Regions from separate parts of the Sus scrofa genome. Here region 2 is linked to region 1. The links are chromatin contacts, called in public HiChIP or PLAC-seq maps. All regions are on one chromosome and are shown on one strand. The core of a region is the stretch at or near the end of the contact, and the rest is flanking DNA. Distances in the headings are between cores, read along the strand shown. Region 1 overlaps HIVEP2 (transcription factor HIVEP2). Region 2 overlaps HIVEP2 (transcription factor HIVEP2).

What was found. HiChIP or PLAC-seq counts read pairs in DNA pulled down with a chosen protein or histone mark.
Region 2: a contact with region 1 is called in an H3K27ac HiChIP or PLAC-seq map of skeletal muscle. The contact joins two enhancer-like sites. A contact is called at or near these places in 2 of 47 Hi-C or Micro-C datasets (embryonic fibroblasts and skeletal muscle) and 1 of 2 datasets of contacts at active chromatin or transcription factors (skeletal muscle).

What each region holds. Positions count from the first base shown.
Region 1 is chr1:22,257,865-22,263,168 of Sscrofa11.1, forward strand. All of the region lies in intron 1 of HIVEP2 (transcription factor HIVEP2), which reads left to right. Among named protein-coding and RNA genes, the nearest start is that of HIVEP2, 20 kb to the left of the region's middle. Within about 2 kb of position 2,642, at least 62 of the 83 cell types and tissues checked have an H3K27ac peak or open chromatin away from gene starts, as enhancers often do. A contact at or near this core is called in skeletal muscle, where this site is marked.
Region 2 is chr1:22,411,945-22,417,248 of Sscrofa11.1, forward strand. HIVEP2 (transcription factor HIVEP2) reads left to right here. Exons shown (of 10, transcript XM_021072421.1): 4 at 100-144; 5 at 851-5,304. The coding sequence starts at 1,239. Among named protein-coding and RNA genes, the nearest start is that of HIVEP2, 170 kb to the left of the region's middle. Within about 2 kb of position 2,632, at least 9 of the 83 cell types and tissues checked have an H3K27ac peak or open chromatin away from gene starts, as enhancers often do. A contact at or near this core is called in skeletal muscle, where this site is marked.

The DNA of each region.
Region 1 (5,304 bases), core at 1,392-3,891:
TAAATTTTTTTCCAGGAGTTTCTAAAAAAGTCTGAAATTTCTGCCCTGCAAAATATCCCTTTATCCTCACAGTTTATTTGTTCTCTCTTTCATGATATTAAAGAGATACCTTTGAGACTAGCACCAGGAACCTGAAGAATTCATAGTTTATAATTATGGTTTACGTTTTCAATTATATGTTTATTCACAAGTTGATTTAATTTATTGCTATCATACTGGCCTTCATATCATCAGTCTGTACTAAATGTATGGTAGTACTGATTTCATTTAGTCTGTAATTAGGATTATAAAACAGGATAATTTTTAGTCACCCTTCTTTTGTTCTTTCCAAGTGCCATCATCGGCAATTAAGTATAAACCAAAGAGCATGAACTTTAGCTGAAATCTTCAGGGAGCTTAGACAGTATCTGGGCAGTCCCTTGCAGTTTGTGGAGTGTTAATTATATACCATTGACCGATGATTTGAAGGAATAAGTAAAAGTTTGTTCTAATCAAAAACCCCGGAATCACTGCAGTGATTTAATGGGTAAAAGGATGATTGATATGAGAAGGAAAAAAAAAAAAACTAAAGAAGGTGGTATGAGATCACCCAGGAGTCAGGCAACCACAGCAGTATTTCCTAGGAGTAAACACATTCGGAATCACTTTTACAATCAAGAATCCTTTAATACAGTTTGGGAAGCTGTTTAAAAGCTACTATATTCAAACTAAATAAAAAAAGCAGTTGAATGGGATTATTTCCCAGGCCCCTCTCATCACTCGTATTGCAGAGGTGCTGGCTACCAGGCTAGCTTCGAGCATCCTGTATAGTACAGAGGGCGTGGTTTTAGTTGCAGTTAGGAGTATGGAAATGGAAGGGTCTTTTTCTTTTCAAAAATATTGGAAGGAGCCCCTCTGAGGTCCCTACATTTATGCTAGTCCTGTGTTTTCTGAGCCTATTTCTTGATAAAATAGGCATAGAAATACATGTGGAATAAATGTAAACTCTCTGCACATTTGATGTTATTACATGATAAACTATACTGTTGTGTCACTCAGATCTTTAGAAAATTAGACAAGTTCTCAGGGGCTTTGGGTCACTTTGAGTGGAAGCCAGGGTTCCTTTCGATACAGGTAGTGAATGCCAGGTAGTAAATGCCTGGATAGGACAGCTAACATTTACTAAGTTGTAGTCTTTTATTTGTGCTTAAAGTGCTAAAAAAAAATTTTTTTTTTAAGTAAACTTTAAAAAATGTAACTTCTTTATCAAGGAGGAGTAGCTTTGGATGATGAACTTCATGAAAGCATCAAGATGATGAGTTCTTTTTAATTCTTAAGATTCATTTACTTGTGAATCTACAGGTTACAACGCAGGAAATATCATGATTCTTTTAACAGCCTAAATATATTTAAGAATAGAGTTAGTTTTTTAGAGCAGCTTTAGAGTCACAGCAAAATTGAGTGGAATAGAGAGTCCATAGCACTGCCTGCCCCCTTCCCCTCCCCCACTCCCTGATGGGCACAGCCTCCTCCACTATTAGAATCTTGCATAGGGTGGTACATTGGTTACAGTGGATAAATCTGCATTGACATGTCATTATCACCCAAAGTCCATAATTTACACTTGATAAAGCCCTAAATATTTTAATTCCATGTCCTGATGTGAGGCGTTGCTAAATTCAAATGTTAGAGAAATTGGCAAAATACAACATCTGTTAACATTGATTCGCCAAAGAAGAACAGAATCTAAAATTTGTTAAGCTCATCCAGTTTTTTTATTTAAAAATGATTATAGAGTCCCTTATAGTCTCATAACCCTTATTAACCTTAAGCCACTGCTTTTCTAGAATTACACATGGTTATAATCTGGTTTATGGTTTGTACTAAATGGAGGGCTGGAAATTTAGGATAAAGGAAACTTTAAAAATCGCTATTATTTTTATATGAATGGGTAAAATTTCCACTTTAAAACATCCTGGCCAAAAGTTTTGCGTGCCATTAAAGTGGATAAGTACAAAACTGATTCTTAAGAGGTTCGGATTTTTAAAAATTAGACATTCCAGATATGATAAATTAGGACCTAATAAGTAAAAGGACTTTATATGTTGTGTAGGGGGTGTTTTTTAATAAATGAAAACGAATAGAAATGCTTTTAGAAACGTCTGAGGAGTGTCTTCTTGCCGCCTTTGACCTCACTGGAGCTGTGCAGTAGAGAAATCTTTTTCACTTGCATCTGACAGTTACTTTAGGAATCCACAATCAGGAGATGGAAAACGAGGAAAACACCTAATTGCAACAACACTGAAATGATTTTCACTTTTGATTATTTAAAAATAATCCTAGTGTAGAAAGAGTCATCTTGGGGGGAAATTACGTTAAAAATTGAGCTAAGAAACTTGCGCCAAAAAAAGTGCTTCCTCTGAGCACCTGGAAACACACGCCTTTCCCGGCCCCGGGGAAGGAGCGGGCGGCGGGCGGGAGGGGAGCAGGGTTGGGGAGCGGCCGGGCTGGGTCCGCCTGACGCGGGCGGGCGGAAAAGCCGCTCCCGCGCCGCCCCCGCCCGCGTGGCCCCCGGCGCCACGAGCCCTTCCACCCCGGGGAGCCCCGGCCCGCCCTGCAAGGGGCTGAACGTGAGGCCCCGGGCCGCCGCCGACACCCGAGGGAGTGTGAATGCAGTGACGTCTCCGCCGGTTGCAGCTGCACAACAGGAAATGCTCTCGGCCTCCCCCTTCCTGTCGGGGGAAAGTGGGGCTCGCAGCTCCCGCCGCGCCCGCCCAGACCTAGTTTCGGGGCGGCCCTCCCGGGGGCAGGGGCGCTGAGGAGAAGGCACTGACTTGGCCGAGGCTCGCTTGGCCGAGCCTGCCAGGGGACTCACTGTGCCGGAGGTCCGGGGATCGCTGGCCTCGGGGAGACCGCTGCAGCTGTACAATAGGGAACCCCGGTCAGGTGGGCCGGCTGCCTGGGGGTGAAGAGTGCTGAATAATGCTGGCTGCAGAGGGCCTGAGCGGACTTGTCCTTCGCCTTGCAGAATGCACCTTCTTTCTCTTCACGAAGCCGTACAGGAAACCTCTTGTTTCACCCTCTTTCTAACTGTCACCTTTTTGCTTTGTTGTGGAAGCAAAGATATGAATGTTTGCAGCCAAGCACAAGCATCGTGCCCTTACACACTTCGAGACGGAATCATTACAAGAAAACTCTCCGGGTAGTCATGATTTTTAAACGTTATGTAGTTAGTAAATCTTGTTTGAAAAAATGCTTATTGTGAATTTGAGAACAGAAATGTAGCCCTAATTTACTATGCTCGAATTATAGATGGATTTAAAAAAACAAAACAAACCTTTTCTACTTTTTTTTTTTTTTTTTTTCGGCTATAGGTAGGATTAAAAAGTTGAAGCCAAGAGAGTAAATCCAGCCTTTTTAGTAACAGGTGTTTTACTTTGCATTAATGATCTTTCAAGGTACATTTTAGAATCAGTGTTGAGCTTAATATTCTATAATTTAGTAACATGAATCTTGTATGTTTTATATACTTGTGAGCAAGGTAAGGGAGAATAGTATCGTATCAGCTGCGCAGTCATCATTCTGACCACTTCTCTGCTTCTCTCCTTGACTCATGAATAGGCTTTGTAATGGTAGATTGTTCTTTTGGCCCCACAGCCAAAATGCCAGAGTTCACTGGGAGGTCTGCTAAGGTTTCTTATATCAAAGACTTGACAGAGAAAGGATTTAATAGATGAAGCTATGATTTAGTAGTTCATAGTAAACCTAGAAAATCATTCTAAATTGCGCCATACACTGTTCACATGTTTAAGTTAAACCGAGTCACAAGACTAATGGCTGACCTATGCTTATATAATTGTTGCCTAAATATTTTCCTTTTAAAAAATCCCCACAGGATCATTAGAAATGTATGTAGTACAATGGCATTTCCCTTGGGATGCTTTCAGCTGATTTATGCAATAAGGAAATTAAAGAGGGCTTGAGTACACTTGGAATAAGAGCTGTCGATTTAAACATTAGCCCTTTTTAAGACAGCTTTTTCCTTTAATAGAATATAACATAAATACCCTCTCTTTGTACCATATGAGCCTCATTCAAGTTGTTATCTTGACACTCTTATTTGGTTGTGAGATGCACAAAAATATTTGTACAGATATTCTCAATGGCCCTCTAAAGGAAATCAAGTTAGAAGAACAGAGGGGAATTTGTGACTGCTAGATATTACTCACTAAAATTTGCGCTCAATAGTTAGATGGATTCAAGGGGCGAACATGACGGTGCACGGTGCGAGTGAAAATGTGTTGTAAAACTGGAAAGCCACATGTTAATGCAATATTGTTTTATTTTTTAAAAAATATGATTCTCTTTTCCCATTTCTCCCCCTATAGTAAAATTACACAGAAGATATACAACAGGAAAATTGTTGAAGTGGAAATTTGTTTGTCCTTTGTGGCCACCATATAGTTGGGTCCCCAACCCTACATTTATTTGCTCTCTAATAAGGTTTAACTGCTTTTAAACCTAGCTTGGCCATTTATAGCCCTGGTATTATGAAAGTATTTATTTAGCAGTATTAATATAAGGATCAATTACTCCAGATCTGTATTAGCAATAATCCACAGTTTTTATGCAGCATCTCATTGGAGGTGCTAAGTAGGATTCTTAGACACATTAATTAAATCGTGTAACAACCAGGAGATTAGCATCTCTGTTTTATAAAAAACACCGTGTGAGGAATTCTTATGGACTATACATAGAACTTGAATTTTTATAATGTTACCTCAGACCCAGCACCTCATCTAGTTGTATATGTTTGTGGCCCAAAGATATATAATTTGATTCAGTCATACATGAGTTACAAATATTCTGCCTTTTATGTGGCAGAAGGAGTTGTGCCTGTCTAGTGACCCAAACTACAATTCTGAGTAGGGTGGTAGAAAAATAAATCTTTTACTTCTCAGCTGAGAAGTTTGTGCTTCTTGGAGGAAAATCCTAGGATAAATGCCATCCATTATATCTTAGAATCATAATTGAAGTGTCTTAAAAAAGGTTGGTTTTTCTCCTGTCTTTCCCAGTGCATTTCACAAACCAGGGAAGAGTGTCTCATTCTCACCGATACTTCAAGGTCTAGTGCAGCTCCACCCAGAGCAGATGCCCAGGGCACAGGTGCTAAATGGAGATATTAATATGCTATCACCATTTCTCATGATTCAGACACTATTTCATGTTCCTGGGCCATACTTTCAGAATCCTCCTTTTGTTCAGTGGTTTGAATTCAGCAAATATGAAACAATATTTGATTTTTTTCAATGAAATGTAAACACA
Region 2 (5,304 bases), core at 1,382-3,881, 150 kb after region 1:
AGCCCTATATATAAAATGAACTTTAAATTGGTGTTTTTATACAGCAGTGTTATAGCTTAATAGAACAGCCTTTCCTAACTGCATTTATTTTCTATCCAGGAAGCAGCGAGACAATCATGCCCATGAGAACTCTAAACCACTCAGGTAATCATTGCATTTTTTAACTGTCCCCAAAATACATTTTGTTGTCCATATAATGGTTTTATAACCATTTTATTTATATGCACTTTTCTGCCTTTTCCAAAGTTCTGTGACAATCATTGATTCTTCCAGCCTTCGTTAGCTCTAATCACTGCTAATTACTGCTTTTAGTCTATAAAATATACTTGTATGTTATATTAACACTATGTATAATATATATAAAATTTTATATTAGCATACTATATATATTTATAAATTGCATTTAATATATATTTTATATTAATCTATAAAATACATCTATATAGAGAAATATGTAGTACACTTAGCATGTAAGTCATAAAACTTGGTTAGAAACAGCTCTGAATTGACTTTAATGAAACCTTTAAAAATCTTACAATTTCATAAATAGTATGTATCAAAAGCTTATAGTATGTATCGCAAGCTTTCCTTTATATACTTTTCTGCCCAAAATTAAGGTATATTTAAAAGGATGACCAAAATTCAAGCATTGAAGAGATTTATGCTTGTGATTTAATGCTAAGTTTGAAATTAATAACCTTTAATTGTAGACTTAATGTAATAGTTATAAAAAGGATGTCTTAGAGTTGAAAAACATTTTCAATTTATGCAATTTCAGGCAGGTTCTTTAGGATTGGTTTTGGTTTCTCACTTTGTTATGACAATCTCTTTGTGTTTCATTTTCTTTCAGACCGTTTTATTTTAGTGAAACTGGCAATTGAACTTTGCTCTAGTTGATGGGCAAAATTTCTCCTAGAATATTCATCATCCCAACTTCATCCTAGTTGAAAATATTCAAATGCCATAAGAATTCTTTATAGATTTGCACTTAGCTTTTGGATGGACATTTCTACAATGGAGAGAACTGTGTTATAGCCCCGGTCCAAGGACATTACCATCTAATGCCCATAGACTGCGGGGTGGGAGTGAAGGTTCCAAAGAGAAGGCGTACTCAGCAAGTTTTGCAGACACCCTGGAACATGGAAACAAGCAGGCTTTGAGAAAGCACCGCTCTGAAGACACTCCATGCGTCTGCACGGCTTTCAAGTGAACTAGCCCTTAAGACCTTGTGTAACAAAATGGACACTGGGGACACAGCTCTAGGACAAAAAGCTACCTCAAGGTCTGGAGAAACTGATAAAGCATCCAGTAGATGGAGACAGGAACAATCAGCTGTTATTAAGATGAGCACTTTTGGCAGTCAAGAAGGACAGCGGCAACCGCAAATAGATCCTGAGCAAATAGGAAACACGGCGTCAGCACAACTCTTTGGTTCTGGGAAACTGGCCTCACCTAGCGAAGTGGCACAGCAAGTCACAGAGAAGCAATACCCACCACACCGTCCGAGTCCTTATTCATGCCAACATTCACTCTCCTTCCCTCAGCACTCATTGCCACAGGGGGTCATGCACAGCAACAAGCCACATCAGAGCCTCGAGGGCCCTCCGTGGCTTTTCCCTGGCCCTTTGCCACCTGTTGCCTCCGAGGACTTATTTTCCTTTCCTATACACGGCCACAGTGGTGGTTATCCCAGAAAAAAGATTTCAAGTCTGAACCCTGCTTATAGCCAATACTCCCAGAAAAGTATTGAACAGTCTGAAGATGCTCACAAAAAAGAGCACAAACCCAAGAAGCCCGGCAAGTACATTTGCCCTTACTGCAGCAGGGCATGTGCCAAACCCAGCGTACTGAAAAAACACATCAGGTCCCATACTGGTGAGCGGCCATATCCATGTATACCTTGTGGTTTCTCTTTCAAGACAAAGAGCAATTTGTACAAGCACAGGAAGTCACATGCCCATGCCATTAAGGCAGGATTAGTCCCTTTCACAGAGTCAGCTGTATCTAAATTGGACCTGGAGGCCGGGTTTATTGACGTAGAAGCAGAAATACATTCAGATGGTGAACAGAGTACAGACACAGATGAGGAAAGTTCTTTGTTTGTTGAGGCCCCTGACAAAATGAGTCCTGGGCCACCTATCCCTTTGGACATCGCCAGCAGAGGTGGCTATCATGGGTCACTGGAGGAATCACTGGGAGGGCCGATGAAGGTGCCGATTTTGATTATCCCCAAAAGCGGGATTCCTTTACCTAATGAGAGCTCTCCGTATATTGGTTCTGATATGCTACCAAACCCGTCTTTAAATACTAAGCCTGATGACTCTCACACAGTTAAACAGAAACTTGCACTAAGACTGTCAGAGAAAAAAGGACAAGATTCTGAGCCATCTCTGAACCTTCTGAGCCCGCACAGTAAAGGAAGCACTGACTCTGGTTACTTTTCCCGCTCAGAAAGTGCAGAGCAGCAGATTAGCCCTCCAAACACAAATGCAAAGTCTTATGAAGAAATCATCTTTGGAAAATACTGTCGGCTCAGTCCGAGAAATACACTCAGTGTTACAACCACGAGTCAGGAGCGTGCCACGATGGGTAGGAAGGGCACCATGGAATCATTACCTCATGTAAACACCAGGCTAGATGTCAAGATTTTTGAAGATCCAGTTTCACAGCTGATCCCAGGCAAGGGAGAAGTCGACCCCAGTCAGACAAGCATGCTGAAATCCGCTAAATTCAACAGTGAGTCACGACAATCCCAGACTATTCCATCATCTATCAGGAATGAAGGAAAACTTTATCCGGCCAATTTCCAAGGTAGCAGCCCAATCCTCCTAGAAGCTCCTGTTGACTCTTCACCCCTGATTAGAAGCAACTCAATGCCAACTTCTTCAGCAACTAATTTAAGTCTTCCTCCTTCTCTGAGAGGAAGTCACTCATTTGATGAAAGGATGACTGGTTCCGATGATGTGTTCTACCCAGGGACTGTAGGAATAGCCCCTCAGCGCATGTTAAGGAGACAAGCAGCTTTCGAGCTGCCCTCAGTACAGGAGGGGCACGTGGAGGCAGAACACCACGGCAGGATGTCCAAGGGTATCACAGGTCCATCCCTGAAGGAAAAGAAATTGATTCCTGGGGACAGGGTTGGGTACGATTACGACGTCTGTCGGAAGCCCTATAAGAAGTGGGAGGACTCTGAGACGCCAAAGCAAAGCTATAGGGATATTTCCTGCATCAGCCCCTTAAAACATGGTGGAGAGTATTTCATGGATCCCTCGGTGCCACTTCAGGGAGTGCCAACCATGTTTGGGACTACGTGTGAAAATCGAAAACGTCGGAAAGAGAAGAGTGTAGGGGATGAGGAGGACACCCCCATGATTTGCAGCAGCGTCGTCAGCACGCCCGTGGGCATCACGACCTCAGATTACGATCCCAAACTGCAGCTGCAGGAAGGAGCGAGGAGTGGGTTCATGCTGGCTGGACAGGAGAACCCTTCTCATGGTCACTCTGAGCGCTACGATCCGTGTCGACCCCCGCTGCAATCCGGAAGTCCGTCTCTTGGGTCAGAGGAGTCCCCCGCAGCCGCTGATTCGGACAAGCTGTCAGACGTAGGGGGCAGAAAACCTCCCGGAAATGTGATTTCTGTGATTCAGCACACGAACTCGCTGAGCCGACCCAACTCATTTGAGAGGTCCGAGTCTGCGGAGCTGGCGGCCAGCGCCCAGGAGAAAGCCTCGTCACCTTCCGAGACGTGCGACAGTGAGATTTCGGAAGCCCCCGTGAGCCCCGAGTGGGCGCCGCCGGGGGAGAGCGCGGAGGCGGGGGCGAAACCATCCCCTTCGCAGCCCGGCCAGCAGCAGCCCTACCACGCGCAGCCCCGGTTAGTGCGCCAGCACAACATCCAGGTCCCCGAGATTCGCGTGACCGAGGAGCCCGACAAGCCAGAGAAGGAGAAAGAAGGCCAGAGTAAAGAGCCGGACAAGCCCATGGAGGAATTTCAGTGGCCCCAGAGAAGCGAGACGCTCTCCCAACTTCCAGCAGAGAAGCTGCCGCCCAAAAAGAAGCGTTTGCGGCTCGCGGATATGGAGCACTCCTCCGGGGAATCCAGCTTCGAGTCCACGGGCACCGGCCTCTCCCGCAGCCCTAGCCAGGAAAGTAACTTATCCCACAGCTCCAGTTTCTCCATGTCTTTCGATAGAGAAGAAACCATGAAGCTTGGGGCACCTCCCAAGCAGGATGAGTTTGGGAAGCACTCGGAGTTTTTGACCGTTCCGGCTGGTTCCTACTCGTTGTCTGTCCCTGGCCACCACCACCAAAAGGAGATGCGACGCTGCTCGTCCGAGCAGATGCCTTGTCCTCACCCAGCCGAAGTCCCAGAAATTCGGAGCAAATCTTTTGATTATGGGAATTTGTCCCATGCTCCAGTGGCAGGGGCCTCGGCCTCCACGTTGTCCCCCTCCCGGGAGAGGAAGAAGTGCTTTCTGGTGCGGCAGGCTTCTTTCAGCGGCTCTCCGGAGATCGCCCAGGGAGAGGTCGGTGCGGAGCTGGTGAAGCAGGAACAGCTGGAGCATCTGCACGCCAGCCTCAGGTCCACATGGCACCACGCCCCGTGCTCTGTGCTCCCTCCTCTTCAGGCAGAGGATCCAGGGAAGCAGGTTGTGGGTCCTTGTGCCCAGCTGAGCTCAGGACCACTCCACCTGGCCCAGCAGCAGATCATGCACCTGGACAGTCAGGAATCTCTGAGAAATCCTTTGATACAACCTACATCCTATATTACAAGCAAGCACTTGTCTGAACAGCCACACTTATTTCCACATCAAGAGTCTATTCCGTTTTCTCCGATCCAGAACGCCTTGTTTCAGTTTCAATACCCTACCGTCTGTATGGTTCATTTACCAGCTCAGCAGCCCCCCTGGTGGCAGGCACACTTCCCCCATCCCCTTGCTCAGCACCCTCCGAAGAGCTATGGCAAGCCTTCCTTCCAGGCAGAAATGCACCCCAGCTATCCCCTGGAGCCTGTGGCAGAGCACACTGGAAAGAAATCCGCTGATTACACGCACACGAAAGAGCAAACCTACCCGGGTTATTCAGGAACATCAGGGCTACACTCAAAGAACCTTCTTCCAAAGTTTCCGTTGGACCAGAGCACCAAGTCAGCAGATACTCCCTCCGAGTCGGTCCTTCAGGAAGATTTCGCCTCGGCAAACGCTGGGCCTTTACAGTCCTTACCAGGAACAGTGGTTCCGGTTAGGATCCAGACCCACGTACCGTCCTACGGGAGTGTCATGTACACAAGCATTTCTCAGATAC